Regions from separate parts of the Zea mays genome. Here region 1 is linked to region 2. The links are chromatin contacts, called in public Hi-C maps. All regions are on one chromosome and are shown on one strand. The core of a region is the stretch at or near the end of the contact, and the rest is flanking DNA. Distances in the headings are between cores, read along the strand shown.

Region 1 (2,700 bases), core at 65-2,564, 200 kb after region 2:
AACACCACCATTTATTATGAACACAAAACCTGATTGCGATTTTAACTCGTCTGGATCAGTTTAGAAGCTAGCATCGGTGTAACCAGTTACAACGAGCTCCTCCGAACCCCCATATACCATGAACATATCTTTAGTCCTTCTCAATTACTTAAGAATGCCTTTTACCGTTGTTTAGTGATCCTCACTTGGATCAGTCTAGTGCCTACTCATAGCACTTATAGCATATGAAACATCTGGGTGTGTACTTATCATGGCATACATGATTGATCCAATTGCCGAGACGTACGATACCTTACTCATGCGCTCTCGCTCATTAGCTGTTGTAGGACACTGCTTCTTCATAAGGTGTATACGATGTGACATAGGTAAGAACCCTTTCTTGGACTATTCCATGTTGATCTATTTTAATACCTTGTCAATGTATGTATCTTGACTTAATCCTATAAGCCACTTCGACCTATCTCTATAGATCCTTATGCCCAAAATATATGTTGTTTTCTCTAAATCTTTCATATAAAAACTCTTTTTCAGTGAAACATTGATGGACTCCAGCATAGGAATATCGTTCCCAATCAATAATATGTCATCCACATACAAGATCAGAAATACAGCAGCGCTCCCACTTTCGTTCTTTTAAACACAAGCTTCTTCATTCTGATGAAAACCAAACCCTTTAACCACTTCATCAAAATGAATGTTCCAACTCCGAAATGCTTGCTTCAACCCATAAATAGATTTCTGAAGTTTGCATATCTTTCCAGCATTGATCGGATCGACAAAACCCTCGGGTTGTATCATATACACATCCTTATCTAGTTTTCCATTAAGAAAAGTTGTTTTGACATTCATTTGTCAAATCTCATAATCTGTCAAATCTCATAATCGAAATATACGACAATAGCTAGTAAAGAACGATTTAATTAGTACTTTATATTATTTTAAAAAATGAAAACTGGAAAAGGAAAAGAATTGGAGGAAGAAACGGACAGGATAACCGAGTGGGAGAGTGGGAGTTGGTCACTTGGTCTAGTACTCTAGTACAGTTGTTAGAATAAACCCTCCACTGTCAGAGCCCAAACCTCTCACGTTAACCAAAAAAAAGGGAAATTTGGATTCATACCATTAAAAGATCACCACTTTGAATCCATACCATTACTATCTCACTTACATGTGGGTCCACATGAGTCAATGACATGTGAGGTCCATGGTATATATCTAAAGTTTGGATCTTTTAATGGTATAGATCCAATTGTTCAAAAAAAAAAAAAAGGCAGAACCTTTCTGGTCTGGCCACCCGCATTCCGTGACAGTTCCTCGTCTTCTTCCTCTCCGCCTGCTCGCTTCCCCAACCCACTCACGCTTCCGCTGTGCCTGCCAGTTACCTTGCGCCTCACTGGATCGCACCAACCCTCTCCCGCTCATCGGACGGCGATGCAGGTCGGGGACGGCGGTGGGGACTCGGCGGACTTGCGGGGCCGCCACCGGATCCAGGCCGAGCTCAAGAAGCTCGAGCAGGAGGCGCGCTTCCTCGAGGTGTGTGCCCCTGTCTCCCCTCCCCCCATGAACTCGCTTCCTGCCTCGTCGATTCCATAGCGTTAGTGCGTACTATGCTGGCTTGGCTGTGTTCCAAAAAGAATTGATCATCGCAAAAAGGAAAACTCCTTTTCAGAGGACTTCTTGGTGGTATGATCTCCTGAAATGCAGGGGTAGGGAGTATCCATCCCACCGAATTCGGCCAAGCATGCTGCTTTCTAGCCCAATGGTCAAAGTATGCAGAACAGTCTAGAACAATCCGTGGCATAATTTCCGAGATTCATATTCTCCCTCTTATGATCCATGAGGAAATAATGGCCATGGGAAGTTAGGGACATCTTTTCTTGCTATGGTTTCCCAAGACCCGCGTTTTCCTGCGTTCCTTCCTCGTGGAGGTGCAGGTGGGTCTGGGTTGGGAGAAGCAGCCATGTGCATGTGCAAGTGCAAGCTCCATGTGCTCTTTGTTTCCTGCCTTGTCCTGCTGCAACAATGTGCTTGTTGCGAATATTCATTTTTCCGTTCCGTTGTGTGGGCCTTTTTTCTGATGGGGACAAACGCGGAGTAGCTCTTTCTGTCCGACTAGTTGGAGTTTTATGCCTTGATAGATATATTGCAGTCTGTAGTCGAAAACCCTACTGATTCTTCTGCACCAAATGATTGGGGACAGTGTACTGAAGACTGAAACCTCTGATGAGGCGTGGTGATGCTCCTTTCTGGGTGGGTGGGTGGGGGGACCTGTGGCCATGGGAACCTGTTTTCTAGTTTCTGAGATGCAGCGTCTGTACTTTAAATATATGTACTTATTTGTGGGACAGCACATAGCAGTGTTGGTTAAAACCATTTATAAAGCAGAACATATTTCTTTTCTAATAAGTATACTTGAGCAGCAAGATCAGCGAAAGTGATTTTATTAAGGACATAGAGCCTGCTACCATTTATATATGCATTATCTATTTATCTTTGACATTCTGAAGCTGGAGCCATGAAGCTAAGCAGCTAATAATAACTGACAAGCTCGTATGTTGGCTCAGCAATGTCTTATGGTAAACTTGTATGTTGGGCAAGGGACATATCTTGAACATTACTGTTTGCTTGTTTGACGTTGTTGTTTTTTTTTTTTTTGCTGAAATATTTGTTTATATGTTTATAAGGCACCGAAGAATTCAT
Region 2 (2,700 bases), core at 193-2,692:
TAAGGGAATTGACATCAAAAGTTATCAAAATTTACAAATTTTCTCAAATTTGAAATATGAAATCGGGGATACGGCGGGGCCGATGGCGCCGAGTACCGATTTATCGACCAGCTAGCCAGATTTATCGATCTGCTCCACGAATCTTGATGACACCATTAACCACGACGCATCAGTATACCATTAACCACGACGCATCAGTATATTATTTAATTATTTTCTAACAAGGCCCATAGGAGTAGGAGGCCACGAGCAGCCCATTCGATGGCCACAAGTAGCCCATTATTTAATTATTTTTTCTCTCACACTTGCTTGCTCTCATGAAATCTCCCGCCCTTCGACTACTTCTGTTCTCGTCTACACTAGAATTTTATTTGTATCAGGAGAAAAAACATGATGAAACCATATATAATGCAAAAAGCAACGATGGAAAAACACATGACATATATATAGTATGCAGTTTTTATTTTTTAAAAAATATAAGAATGAGTTGAAGAATATATTTGGCTTTATTAAAGCGTTCATAATATGTCATATAGTTATACACAAGCCATCTCTACCTCGTAAACAGGATGATGTTATGATTGTATTTCCTAACTGGTAGGTTTATGTGTCTATTTTAGGAGCTAAAGTATGTTTAAAGTGTTGGTTACAATGTCTACCCATTAATCTATTGCTATCTGGTTGATAGAATGGAATTTCCATGCAAAAAATTCATAAATCATATATACTGGAAAAGGATCAAAGCAAAGGTAAAGGGGGGGGGGGGGGGGGGGTTGGGAGATTTAGATTGTATTTACATGACCACTATGAAAAGTCTCTACAGCAGGTTTTGTATAGAACCTGAAAGCAATAAGACTGTAATCCATAATAAAGAAGTACTCAAATTCCCCATAGAATATGAAGGGTTTTTTTGTATAAAAGCTCCTTGCTGTAACAATGTGTATGTTTTTTTACCAACATTGTAACTATTTTGTATTGTTAGTTTTCATCGTTATGTATTCTTTTTATTTATTTAATTCCCGGCTTAACCTGAAACCCAGCTACAAACCTGCGTAGGATGGGGCGCGTTCGAGCTCTTGGAGAAGAAGAAAGACAGGGAGAAGCACAACGCCGAGCTGCCGTTGCGGCTTCCAGCGATGGCGAGCTTGACTCTGGTCAGCCGCAAGAACAAGGAAGCTAACTGCAAAACCAGATTACTTCTCAGGCATAAAGCAAATAAACAAAGCCAATGGAACAAGGCGCGAAGGAAGGAAATCGGAGCTCCACCACTGCCGATGGCGACAACGATGCACAGTCGAAACCCGCGGCGGTGCTGGGCGCTGGAGCACAACCGCCAGCGATGGAGGCAACGATAATATAATGAGGAGAGACCGAGAGGGTCGCGGAGAAAATCACCTAGGTTGGACCGTAGGATTGGAGATCTGGAGCTATCTTGTAGAACAACGAGAACACATAGAGCCTTTTTTCAATTTTTTTGCGAGTGACTTGTATAAGAACTGCAATAGCCTGACTTACACTGGAAGATTCTAGATCACGATGGTCGAACGCACCATATTTCTTTTTCCCTAATTTATGGTTGACGTAGCCGGGTTATTTTGCAATGAAACCTACACGTTTTAGAATATTAATAAGATGTTTACGCTGCACGCCGCCGCAACCACTACCGGAATCGCAGGCTTTGCCGAGTGTTGTATTCTTTACCGAGTGCCTTTTATCGGGCACTCGGCAAAGAAGGCTTTGCCGAGTGCCGCACTCGGTAAAGTTAGGCTCTCGGCAAAGAGCCTCTTTACCGAGTGCTGAACACTCGGCACAGGACGACACTCGGCAAAGACAAGTTTGTCGAGTGTCAAACACTCGGCAAAGAGGCTCTCGGCAAAGGGCCGTCAGAGGCCGTCCCAAAGCTGACGGCCGTCAGTCTTTGCCGAGAGCCAACGGCTGGCACTCGGCAAAGAGGCTTCTTTGTCGAGTGCCACATAGTAGGCACTCGGCAAAGGAGGCTTTGACGAGTGTCATCTCTAGACACTCGGCAAAGTATATTTTTATTTTTTTTATTTTGTCTCCCAAAATTTTTGTGGTATGTTCCTACACTATGTAGACCTACATGTATCATTTGTGGACAATTTTAACAGAGTTTTCAATCGTTAGTAGATTTAGTTCGTTTATTTAAATTTCTTCGGAAAATTTAGATTTGAACTGCAGGTCACTCGAAACTTAGAAAACCGTGCATGCAAAAATGATATTCATGTTACTTAGCATAAGTTACGACCGATTTCAGGAGCGGACCGGAAACTTCGAGCAACATGCTCACTAAACATGGCCGTGAACTTGCCATTCACATGTTTAAAAATTGTATAAAACACAAACAAAGTCAGAAAATCCTGAAACTTGTCCACGTGTCATGATATCATATGTACAGGCTGCGATAAAAAATTTAGAATGTTTGGAGAAATTTGTGAGACACTATGCGTACAAACCTAAGAGATCCACATTGAAACTCTATGATTTCATGTGTAGTTCTCTTAGGTTTCTACACATAGTGTCCCACAACTTTCTCCAAACATTCTAAAATTTTTATCGCAGCCTGTACATATGATATCATGACACGTGGACAAGTTTCAGGATTTTCTGACTTTGTTTGTGTTTTATACAATTTTTAAACATTTGGATGGCAAGTTCACGGCCATATTTAGTGAGCATGTT

What was found. Hi-C and Micro-C count contacts between places; a contact is called where the count stands out from the background.
Region 1: a Hi-C map of tassel shows a contact between it and region 2, with 5 times the contacts expected there. The contact joins the promoter of LOC100286366 here to the promoter of LOC109943524 in region 2. A contact is called at or near these places in 12 of 25 Hi-C or Micro-C datasets (ear, leaf and tassel) and 1 of 3 datasets of contacts at active chromatin or transcription factors (leaf).

Annotation. Positions count from the first base shown.
Region 1 is chr1:259,635,466-259,638,165 of Zm-B73-REFERENCE-NAM-5.0, forward strand. It overlaps LOC100286366 (AGG2), which reads left to right and starts at 1,315. Exons shown (of 4, transcript NM_001159253.1): 1 at 1,315-1,533. The coding sequence starts at 1,432.
Region 2 is chr1:259,433,928-259,436,627 of Zm-B73-REFERENCE-NAM-5.0, forward strand. LOC109943524 (WAT1-related protein At5g64700) reads right to left here and starts at 1,443. Exons shown (of 9, transcript XM_020546833.2): 1 at 1,267-1,443; 2 at 1,049-1,180.